2 separate regions of the Bicyclus anynana genome follow, and region 2 is linked to region 1. The links are chromatin contacts, called in public Hi-C maps. All regions are on one chromosome and are shown on one strand. The core of a region is the stretch at or near the end of the contact, and the rest is flanking DNA. Distances in the headings are between cores, read along the strand shown. Region 1 has its middle 39 kb from the start of LOC112046383. Region 2 has its middle 130 kb from the start of LOC112046383.

Region 1 (6,588 bases), core at 1,699-4,198:
CGCGACTCCATCGCTACAAAATGTCGCCGTGGGCGAGGGGCCTTAGCGCTGCAGGCATGTGAGATTACTTGACCGTCAGTGGCTGACATTAGGTAGATACAGTTATAGGTAAGGTATTTGAAGTGAATGAATGTGATTTGATTCGGTATGTATTGAAGAGTGTATGTACCATAAGGTCAATCACCGCTATAAAAGCTAACGGCTTGCTGTAAACTGAAGCCCAGTCGGACTTAACGCGATTTACACTCCGAATCACATTTACAAAGGGCTTTCGAAAAAGCTTTTGATACTATTAACTAGCAGCAGGTATTTACTATACTATACCTTTTAAGTAATTAGGTAAATATCACGTGTCTCAAACGGTGGAGGAAAAACATCGTGAGGAAACCTGCATACCAATCTGAGATTTTTTTTAATTCTTTACTTGTGTGAAGTCTGCCAATCCGCATGGGGCCAGCGTGGTGGACTATTAGCCTAACCCCTCTAATTCTGAGAGGATACTCGTGTTCAACAGTGAGCCGAATATGGGTTGCTAATGATGTTAACTGTCTCGTTGTTCCAGTGGATCACGAAGTCTTGGGTTCCAGTCCCGGACCGAGCTATTTAATATTGAGTTATGTTCTTACAAGAAATTTTCATTATACTTAGAGCCTCAATAGCTCAACCGTAAAGCGGTCGGACTCATCACCGAGGGTTGGTGGTTCGATCCCCGGCCCGTTGGACTTTTGCCGTACCGACTCCTAATACGGTCTTTCCCGACTAGTTGGAGGGGAATGGGAATATTGGTCATATTTAAAATAAAATATGGCAAATATTCTTTTAACTAAAATTTAAAATCTCAGAGAGCACGCTAAGGCTTTGTTTCTCGGTAATAACATTACCATTTGAATAGTCATCATCATTAGGTATATCATTATCAACCCATATTCGGCTCATTGCTGCAGCGCTGCTGAGCTCGAATCTCTTTTCAGTATGAGAGGGGTTAGGCCAATAGTCCGCCACGCTGGCCCAATACGGATTGGCAGATGTCACACACGCAGAGAATTAAGAAAATTCTCTGGTATGCACGTAACAAACAAACGAACAAAAAATCAAATTAAGTAAGGTTACATTTTTGTTAGTTTATAATGCCTCCCACTATACCTACCTGCCTATGTAGGTAGTATACTACGTAAGTAAACATTTTAGGTAGATAGGTACCTAAGTTAAGTTATGTTTACATTAAAAAAAAATCAAAACATCAAAATTCTTTTATTTCAATTAGGCTTAGTTTTCAAGCACTTTTGAAAGGTCAAGTATAGGTATGTCAAAATTTAATTTAACCTAATGGTAATAATAGACGAAAACTTAAAATTAAAGTTACGAGGGTTCCAAACGTGCCTTGGTCCGAGAAGAGCCCCCAACAAACTCAGCCAAGGTTCATAGGGTAGGTATACTTATGTATACCTACCCTATACCTTATGGTATAATACCTTATGGTATAAACCAGTATTCTATCTGAAGCTAAGTGGCAGTATCAGGAATTAGCGGCATTTGTCACCGGAGCGGATCAATAGTTCCGCGCAAGCCTGCGCCGCCCGCCCGCCCCGCCGCCCTGCGACACGGCTGAAAAACCGAGCTCAGCTTAGATCAACTGTCCACCATATTTACGAGTATCCTACTAATATTATAAACGCGAAAGTTTGTATGGATGTTTGGATGTTTGTTACTCTATAACCCCGCTACTACTGAAGCGATTTAGCTAAAATTTGGAGTGGAAATAGATTTTACTCTGGATTAATACATACTTTTTATCTCGAAAAAATCCATGGTTTCCCGAGAATTGCGACAACGGATTTTGATGATATGAATGTTTGTTACTCTTTCACGCCTCAACTACTGAACCGAATTAGCTGAAATTGGTATTAAGGTATATTATAGCCTGGATTAACACATAGGCTACTTTTTATCCCGGAAAAATCCATGGTTCCCGAGGGATTTGTGAAAAACTAAATTCCACGCGAACGAAGTTGCGGGCGTCCGCTAGTATGATATAAACCTTTTCCAAACTAATGTTAAGAAGCTTAACTAGGCTAGACGCTTTTTTAATGGTCTTAAGTTGTTCATTAACGACAATGAACAACTTCTAGATTGAAAAAATAAAAAAAAATCATAAAAAATAGAACGACTTCAAAATCAGAAACTAATAAGCGAAAAATAACATCACACGTGCTACCTTCTGATCACTTTGAAGGCGGTGCTAACACAGGGATGCATTAACTGAAGCCGTTTATATTAGAAAGTTTTACGATTTTCAGATAGTTAGTTCCCGTTATTTCAGAGACGGCTTTAATTAATATTACGTCACTGGTTTGGCGGTTAAAAATTATTATAGTTTTTTGTGAACCTAGGTAAATGAAACACAACATTATCAGCCTAATCTACAGACCTTTTGATAGAAGAGGGAATATGGAGCTTCACCCCAGCACGCCTCTACAATGCGGGTTAGCGGATTTAGGGTGATAATGTCTGACTCGTTGAGGAGCACTGTCAGATGTTATCGACAGTTAAACATGCTCTCTAAGGCACGGGTGTATCACCACCTACTTTCTAACTCCGAGTTGAAGATTTATAGGTACTGAAAAATTATTGAAAGAAAAGCTTAGTATTCTATAGTTCGACATAAAATTGGAACCCAGGACCTCAAGATCTAAAATCACATAGCCTATATAAACAGTTAGGTATAGTAATACAGTTACAAATATATCTAGGTACATATCTTAAGCTGTAACTCTCTGAAATACAAAATAAATCAGCTTCACAAAATTAAGCGTTATTAACGTGCTACCGCAGTTTCCAATGAATGACACAAGAATTTGAAATTTAAAATTAGAACACGCGTGGAGGCGTGGCCGCACCAATCGGGAATGTCACGCACTGTGACACGGTGACACTTCCGACCAATGGGAGCGCGCGGAAAGTCGGCGGTGACAATTCCAACGGACCAATGACCGCCGCCCACGATGTTTGAATTGAACTAGAATGACATTCATTGAATACGTCCGGAAAGTGGGTGTTTTCCGACGTGCGCTGAAAACTTTTGTGTAAGTTACTTTCGTAGGTATAAATGGATTACATATGCTTCCTTCTTTCTTCTATTAGTGTTTAGGTAGATACTTTGACGGTGGATTTACAAGACAGAGGTCCTGAGTTCGATTCCCGGCTAAGCCGATTGAGGTTTTCTTAATTTGGTCCAGATCTGGCTGGAGGCATCGGCCGTGGCTAGCTACCACCCTACCGGTAAAGACGTATCGCCAAGCGATTTAGCGTTCCAATATCGTGTATAGAAACTGAAAGGGGTGCGGATTTTCATCCTAATCCTATCAAGTTAGCCCGCTTCCATCTTAGATTGCGTCATCATTTCATCAGATAGATAACGGCAATCTTGTAAAAGAAATGCTCGCTAATATTTGAATTTATTTTTAGCTTATGAGAGTTCAAGCTTTGGGTAGGGCTATTATCTGAATAAGGAGTTGCACCCATGTTTTTAAGGTTAAGTACTTAGCCTTTAAATACCTAAATGAATAAGGACAACGTAGGCCCTATACTGGGCCATTAAATAATCTGATAATACCTATAGCCTAATGTGAGAGCTACCTTCATATGTATCACTCATAAATGTGACTTGTTCTGACTACGTCTAAGTAAGAGTTAGATTAAGAAAAATTTGCCTGACTGGCATTTTCAGAGATTTGTGCGTATAAACAAACATACCTAGTTACTCTTGTGCTTTATACCTAATATTAGTTTAGTACCTACCTACAGAGGTTCCCAAACTATTCTTTAGTAGACAACGTAGACCCCTATTAAGTCTCCCAATTTGGGAACCAATGGGCTAGAACATAGATATATTAATTACTCCAAATCTATTTTAGAGCGGATATTGTAAGACACAGCTATTTTTTTTTAGTATAGTAGGATGAATATCCACACCCCTTTCGGTTTCTACACGACATCGTACCGGAACGCTAAGTCGCATGTCGCTACGTTTTTGCCAGTAGGGTGGTAACTGTGAAGGAGAATGGGAATATTGGTCATATTTAGGTACAAGATATGGTAAATATTCTTTAAAAAAAACCGTAATTTCCCACCAGCCACACCTGGACCAAAAAAGAAAACTCTCAAGGACTCAATGAGCTCAGTTGGGGATCGAACCCAGGACCTCTGTCTTCAAAATCCACCGCGCATACCACTGCGCCACGGAGGTAGCCAACGGCTGCCGAATTCTGAAAATGAAAAAAAAAAAATTGGATTAAAAATTGCGTGAACATCCACAAAGCGTGCGGGCGAAAATTTATCAAATTGAGATCAATTTGACTATCTCGGCACGAGCTTCTGATGTTGATCGCGGTCAAATTGCCCAACTTCACCAACTAGCCGTCTGTCTGTCCGGCTTCCGTGTGGGAATTTGTGCGTGTCCCGTCTGATTAACCGTCTGCTGTATCGATTTGATGGGATAATGCGGATTTTTTTTAATAAAACATAGTTGTACCTAATTAGGTACATATACCTATAGAGCCGTGATAGCCCAGTGGATATGACCTCTGCCTCCGAATCCGGAGGGTGTGGGTTCGAATCCGGTCCGGGGAATGCACCTCCATTTTTTCAGTTGTGTGCATTTTAAAAAAATAAATATCACGTGTCTCAATCGGTGAAGGAAAACATCGTGAGGAAACCTGCATACTAGAGAATTATCTTAATTCTCTACGTGTGTGAAGTCTGCCAATCCGCATTGGGCCAGCGTGGTGGACTATTGGCCTAACCCCTCTCATTCTGAGAGGAGACTCGAGCTCAGCAGTGAGCCGAATATGGGTTGATGACACCTATAGTGGAGTCTTGTATTAGTTACCTCAATCTCATAGAAATGCTCAATCTACAGTAATCTGTGCTATTATTATAAAGCTGAAGAGTTTGTTTGTTAGTTAATCTCAGGAAATACTGGTCTGATTTGATAAATTCTTTCAGTGTTCGATAGCCCGTTTATCGAGAAAGGCTATATGCTATATATTATCCTCGTATTTCTACGGGAACTGGAACCATGCGGGTGAAATCGCGCAGTGTCAGCTAGTAATATTCTAAATACCTAGGTAAAGTTTTTGGTGTTTTAAGGGGTAATCTCTGGAACCTATTTTGGAAATTTTCTTACCAACTATAACCACGTTATTTGTGAGTGTCATTGACTATATTTTATCCACGCATTTTCACGGGAAAGGGAACTACGTGCAGAAAACCGCGGGGCGTCAGCTAGTATTTCATAAACTGATTAGAACTCTATTAAAAAAGAATATCAACTGGGTACCTACTTCTTACTGGCTCTTTACATTAGACCTTGCGTTCCTTACCGGTGGTTGCCTTTCCTACCTATACCTACTTATGTAGTTTAACTTGACATTCCCAAAGTGCTTGTAAATTAAGCCTGTTTGAGACAAACTAATTTTCATTTTGAACTGATATAAGCACGTCTTACAACTGGTAAGATGTGTAAACATGGCCTTATGGTAATATAGTCTAATAGAATTACCTATAGACAACATATAGTAGATGCAACTGTAGTCGCAACTGTAGTGTGAACACCAACCATTAGATGCTACTAGAAATAAACAGTCAATCTAAAAATAAAATCGAATATTTAATTTTAAAAACAAAATGACGAGACACGTAGACTCAAAAGAATGTCGAGCGAGATATTTCAGTTATTCGTCGACATTTGAATATCGAACATCAGAACTTTCTCACGCGCTGTCAAACGTCAAATGCGCAACTTCGCTACTTATGCCAAGAATTTGAATATTTTTCTTTCGAATTTCGCATTATTGGTGATTTACCTGAAATTGTACCTTGAAGCACTATTTAATATACTTAAATACATGCTAAGATTTTTCAAGTTTTTATTAGGTAACAGAGCGGAAAAATATAAGAAACTGTAAACTTTTTGATAAAATATAAATTATTTGAGCTTGATGTTGATATTAATATGTGAAATGAAGCTTTAAGCGTCAATTTTTTGTTCTACAGTTTCAAGATCTAAAGTATTATTAATGTAGTATCAATATTAATATTTTGTTTAATTAGAGTTAGACAAATTTTTAACAATAATATTTAATTCCATACCTAAGTACATAAAATAGTAATTATTTTGTACCTACCTATAATTTTTTTAGATAACTTATTTCGGTTTAAAGATTTTTATTTATCCAAAAAAGAACGAAATTTAACATTAGGTACCTACTTACTTATAAGTAGCTAGGTATTGTAACTTCTATATCTATTCTTCTCTACATTATATTTTCAAACTTCAATGATAGGTACAGCGAATTTTGAAAACAAGGAATGTATTCGTATAATAAGTAGTATAAGCCGCTCTAAAGTTTTATTAAATCTCTTTAGGGGATCTTATTTTCAATGTAATTTTCATACTTTAGTGACAGCTCGGTAGGTACCTACCTAATGTGACTGAATGTTAATAGTCCTTTGCCGTCAGCTATGTATTCCATCGATCGCGATTTGAATAAAATATTTAAATCAAGTATTTCAAATTCGGTAGGAACG
Region 2 (6,309 bases), core at 54-2,553, 170 kb after region 1:
GCCACGACAATAATGAACTAGACGCTTATATATAAATATAGCCAGCACCTCGGCCTCCCACTACTCCCCACCTAACTCACGGGACACTTCCTACTATCGGGCTAATGACTCACTCCCGCCGACACGTGACGCTTGTCCAAATTTCCTGGTACCTAATGCTGCTACGGCCTTTATATGGATCGTACCTACATAATCACAGAGAAAAATGTGTCCATTTATTTTGGGAAGTTTCCGTTTTCTTTGTCTTATGATGACAGACTATAAACTAAGGTTTATTTCGCTAAAAAAAGTTTTTTTTTAGTTTTACACACCAAGGCGTCGTCAAACAACAAAATAAGAAGAAATTTCTATAAAACGGTGTAACATACAGCCTACTATAACAGCGTTGGCAAACTACGACACAAGATCCTTTTAAATTAAATTCAACTTTATTTCGTAAACATAAAGTCGTGTTTCCCCCACAGTCAATCTCATCAGGCGAAAAGTAATTAGCTGTATACGATTGGTAGTTTATGCGATTCGATAATACAGTAGGTTGTCGTAAAATCGAAATGTTTATTAGTTGACCGACGTATCGAGGCGACGCGTCGAATCGATTTTAAATTAATTCTGAAGTTAAGAGACTGTGTGATAGACGGCCACTGGCGAATTTTTTATAAAGGTAGGTAAAGTGTCGGACACCTTGCATGTTGTTGAGTACCTCCAACAAGTACCTACTAACTAGCATTCATGGGTAAGTAGGTAAGTACCTACTCACGTTCAGGGCAATCCAAAAAAAAAAACTTAATTAGCTCCATTATGAGTAAGTTCCTAAAATTAAGGGTAATAAGATACCTATAGGTTTCTTTATTAATTTTAATTTGTTAAAAAGTTTGCACTTAGATATAGAAAAATTTACGCTAATCGACTGGCAACTCTGATGGGGACATGAATACTCGAATATTGGTATCTAACGCTTAATAAATACTTAAGTATTAAAATATTCCTTAAGTAAGTACCTATGTATTAAAATATTCCCTTTTTATTTGAACGGTTGAAGGTCTGGAGTCTGGACCATTGAAACGTGTTATAGGTTACAAGGACTCTAAGGTTTAGGAGCCTATAGCCGGACCAACATTCAGCCAATCTAAATCAAAGAGACAAACAATACAGAATCAATTCCAAATTCAAATCAACTAAAGAAAAGGAATACTTTCAATTCAGACCACGTGTCTATTCAAAAACAGAACGCCCTAGCCCCGCCCACTATGTGACAAAAGCGACCAATAAGCAATGTCGCAAGACCGCCCGCGACACTCTCGTCCAATAGGAAACGTCACCCGCCTCCAATGACATCGGGTTGACAATGTGAAGAGGTCAACGCCTTGTTACGTGGTTGGTGAAAATGTTTTTTATAGACCCAACTCTCGCTTGATTTGTTTTTAAAGTAGGTTCTTTAATATCACAGATTAGCTGATAATGGTACTTTTATTTTATTTGTCCTGTAACTTTAATAGTTATCGAGATAAGTTTCTTTCTACTTGTAGGGATGCGATTGCAGGGCCAGCCCTCTATTTATAGGAGGATTATTTGGAGCGAATTACACTTGGAGTTTCTCTGCGTGATCGAATCAGAAAGTCACCGACATAGCTGCTGCAGTAGCAAGTGGCAATGGGTAGGCTACATAGTTCAAAGAGCCGATGGACGTTGGGGTCCCAAGGTGTTGGAATGGCGACCCCGCTCCGGGAAGCGCAGTGTTGGTCGACCCCCAGTGGACTGAGCAAGTCAAGCAGGTTGCAGGGCGCTGGATGCTGGCGGCTCAAGACCGTTCAGCTTGGAGGTCCATGCAAGAGCCCTATGTCCAGCAGAGGACGTCTATCGACTATTTGCTATAGGTAGATATAGCCATGTAGTATCAAATAGGCAAGGCACCTATACGAAACCTTACATGGAATATACCTAGGTACTTGAATAGTTAGCTAAGTATTTAGATAGATAGATCTAATAGTCTAGGCATACTAAACCTTAAATGGAAAGTACCTAAATAGTTTAGGTAAAAGATAGGCAGGCACCTACCTAAATCTGCCTTTTGTCACTTACCTAGTTACCTTACCCGTGAACCTACCTACCTACCTATACCTACTTACCTACCTAATGAAATGCTTAACCAAATTCTAATAAGATTTTGTTTTAACATGAATTAATTTCGTTTCTTATTAGATCTTTTCTATCAACTTAGGTAGATCACCAACTTGACCAGTGGCGTGCACTTCATAGATGCAAAAAAGCATTGCCTACCCTAAGGACTCAATACAAAACGATGTTTGACCACAGAATACATATACTTACTTAGTTGGACAAGGAATTTTCCAATTTTTACGTACCAATACCATACCATACATACATACCCATGCATACCCTAATTAAATTTTGTGTGCATGCATTAGTGCGTGTGTACCTACATGCGTGCGTGTAAGTGCGAGTGTTTCTGTGTGTGTGTGCCTTTCTTCCTGTCCTTTGTTACCTATATTTATAATCAGGTAAGGTATGGTCCCCTTTTCGCCCCATTCAGTTCTGTCAACGCCAGATCAATCCGAGATTGTTTCCTGACGCCATCTGGTGCCAAATTGCCAAAACATGACTTGGCGTTTGACGCCACAGTCTTATGCCGATCACAGACGGTCAAGTATTGTGCAATATCGAAATTTGATAGTGTGGTTTCGGTGGTTTAGAAGTAGGTAATACTTTTTTACGCACGCTTTACTTGGGGAGTAAGCTGGTAGGTAGGTACGTTACGAAAAATGTAATCGAGCGAGGGGAACGGATGTTGAACGGAGAGAGCTAGAGAAATTTTAATTCTGTCGTGTGGTCTAAGCCACACTCGTTTTTTTCACTGTTTTTCACCCTCTATGTAGGTACCTCGCACGCTGCAGGCAGAGCTGTGCATTTGATCGTCTGTGGCCTACGTTATGCCAGTTACACACGTTCACATTTACTATCAAGTCTAAAGCGAGCTAGTTGTTGGCAGAAGAAATATGGAAATATAGTAGAAAGAAAGAAAGAAAGAAAGAAAAGATCTTTATTTTTAAGTAATGCCACATATCACATTAACTGTCCACTCAAACAGTGGAGCACTAAAGAATTCCCTGTAATATGTGGCACAACCTAGAAAAAGGCCCCAACTAAGCATTTTGCCGCATACTTTCAATAAAAAAAGTATGCAGCACTGATTTTCAGTTAGTATGGTTATTGTTTCGATATCCAACCATATACATAAAGTTTTATACCTATCACAAATGCGATAGTAAGTTTGTCTCTCAGTTATCATTCACAGATAAACTGCTGAACCGATTTGGATAAATTTGACCTTGGAACAGAATATAATAGCCTCTTATTTCCCGAAAAAATCCATGGCTCCAGTTTGATTACAAAAAATGTAGAATTTCACGCGAAGTCGCGGGCGTCCGCTAGTTTGTTATTATTACCTACTCATATTCCTAAACATTATAAACTTGATCGTGTGTGAGCGTTATAGATGTTCTATTTGCGGAAGACGGTTTAATTATAGTGGTATGTGGTGTACAGATGTTTGTATTTGAAACTTAAGTTAACAGAAGTTAACAGAGGGGAGTTAGAACTTAAACCCACCACCTTGATCTATTTTTTTGGAAGAAAGAAAAGCTCAATCTTTCATAGCCCGACCAAGGATTCGAACCCCGGACGTCGTAATCTATAGCCGCACATCCTAACTATTGGATCACTAACCAGCTAAATGTCTGGCTATACCTAACTGTAAACTTTTTTTTATAATTCCAACTCCTTTTGTCCCTTTTTGCTGTGATACACATATTTCAAGGGCAGGAAAAAACAGCCCCGATTCAATTTCTAAACGATGACATTGCTACTTTTTTTTTAAATATCCCCAATGATTTTTATCAAGCAAAATTCAATCTTACTCCCCTACAATAAGATGTTGATTAAGAAGTGAATCAAACGGTTATGGCTTTGGGTTTTGCGATTTAAAAGCTGTCATTAAAAAAAAGTTAATATAAGGCATGTCTTCACACTGCTTGTCACTAAGCTGGCACTTATAAAATTGCATGAAATGAGCTTTTAAGAAGGCATGTTATACTACTGTAGTTGGTTTTTTGCAAGCTTTCGGAAGATTTTAAGCAATTATTACTTGGCAATACATATTTGTTCGGTCCATACAAAGTCGCGTCCAAATAGTTAGCGACCAAAAAAGTGGTCGCTAACTATTTGGACGCGAAGCAGGCCTCATAAGAAGGCTCAGAGACACACAGCGGGCGATGGAACGAGCTATGTTAGGAGTATCTCTGCGTGATCGAATCAGAAATGAGGAGATCCACAGAAGAACCAAAGTCACCGACATAGCTCAACGAGTTGCGAAGCTGAAGTGGCAATGGGCGGGGCACATAGTTCTAAGAGCCGATGGACGTTGGGGTCCCAAAGTGCTGGAATGGCGACCCCGCACTAGTAAGCGCAGTGTTGGCCGACCCCCCACCAGGTGGACTGACGACATCAAGCGAGTCGCAGGGATTCGCTGGATGCAGGTGGCTCAGTATCGTGATGTTTGGAAGTCCCTACAAAAGGCCTATGTCCTGCAATGGACGTCCATCGGTTGATATTATGAAGATGATGATGAATACATATTAAGTAGGTAGGTACATAAATGAATAACCATGACAATTTAGAAATGCAGCAATTGTTTCAGCAATTTAGACTAATTATGATAAGATAAGTACCTAATTGTAGATAAGATTTGACCTAAGGTGGAAAGCTCTTTGCTGTTCTTCCAGATGTCCGTGTAGTTTTAAGATTCAAGAAATACCTATACCTACACTTCGTCAGGGAGTTCCTTGCCCCATACTCTATCAATGTTTAGGTATCTATAGGTTTATATAAACGAAGATAGTAGTTTTCTTAGCAGACATACCTATTAGGGATTTCCTAGGAAGACTTTTTGAAAACATGGTGGTATTTTGCAACTAGGTACTGCCCATCTTTAAAGTATTGACTAATCTTCCACTTTTGACGGCCTCCGTGGCGCAGTGGTATGCGCGGTGGATTTACAAGACGGAGGTCCTGGGTTCGATCCCCGGCTGGGCCGATTGAGGTTTTTTAATTGGTCCAGGTCTGGCTGGTGGGAGGCTTTGGCCGTGGCTATTTACCACCCTACTGACAAAGACCCTACCGCCTAGTGTGGATTTTCATCCTCCTAACAAGTTAGCCCGCTTCCATCTTAGACTGCATCATTACTTACCGTCAGGATTGTAGTCAAGGGCTAACTTGTAAAGTATGAAAAAAAACAAAACCTAGTTAATACAAAAATAATGTCGTCGGGCGCGTCAGGTCGGTTCGTCATAAAAGGCGTCAAACAAAGCGCCTCATCAACGGGGATGATGTTCCAAAACGTTTTTTCTGACGCTGCCGATGACGATGACGCCGCAGTATGCTCCCATTGTCGCGTCACAATTATCGCGGTGACGTTGATTAGTGCGGCGCTTGTGACATGACGCCGAGAAATGACGCACTTGTCATTCTGAGCGCGGTCACTGGTATCTAATGATAACCTACTGGAGTGACTTTTAGTTTAGAATTTACTAGTTATTTCTCGTTATTTCACCCGTGTAGATATTGTTTTAGTGGGATTACCAGGGTAAAAGTATTCTGCCGGTTGTAAAAAGGCTAGTTGACACTTATATGAAACGGTTTTAAATTGTTCAATGTCGTTCTACAAGATTGAAAAAAATTCATTTTTTTTAAGACTTAGAGTTAATATACCTAGCTACCTCAAATTTTAATTTTAAATTATACCTACCTAGTTTTTATTAAACGTCCGTAAACGCTGTCTTCCACGATGGTCTATTCTCTATAGGTATGTATTCATTATGTCAAACAAGTTGTTTATTATAGTTTTCGCCTTTCAGTTTTTTTTATTAAAACCATAATATTTACACTGAAAGTGTATCTAGTATTATCGAGACGCCTTCGAGATGCGAGATGCGATTGAGAGCAGTGGACTTCTGTCTCCGATTCCAGAGGGTCCGGGGCATGCACCTCCAAATCTTCAGTTGTGTGCATATTAAGAATTTAAATATCACGTGTCCCAAACGGTGAAGGAAAAACATCGTGAGGAAGCCTACCAGAAAAATTTCTTAATTCTCTGCGTGTGTGAAGTCTGCCAATCCGCATTGCCAGCGTGGTGGACTATTGGCCTAACCCCTTTTATTCTGAGAGGAGACTCGAGCTTAGCAGTGAGCCGAATATGGGGGATAATGATGATGATGATGTAGTTTGTATGTATTT

Evidence for each region. Hi-C and Micro-C count contacts between places; a contact is called where the count stands out from the background.
Region 2: a Hi-C map of whole larva shows a contact between it and region 1, with 2.1 times the contacts expected there. The contact joins two enhancer-like sites. A contact is called at or near these places in 2 of 2 Hi-C or Micro-C datasets (whole body and whole larva).

What each region holds. Positions count from the first base shown.
Region 1 is chr17:12,691,478-12,698,065 of ilBicAnyn1.1, forward strand. No RefSeq gene overlaps it. Among protein-coding and RNA genes, the nearest start is that of LOC112046383, 39 kb to the right of the region's middle. Within about 2 kb of position 2,949, at least 7 of the 8 cell types and tissues checked have open chromatin away from gene starts, as enhancers often do.
Region 2 is chr17:12,862,463-12,868,771 of ilBicAnyn1.1, forward strand. No RefSeq gene overlaps it. Among protein-coding and RNA genes, the nearest start is that of LOC112046383, 130 kb to the left of the region's middle. Within about 2 kb of position 1,304, at least 7 of the 8 cell types and tissues checked have open chromatin away from gene starts, as enhancers often do.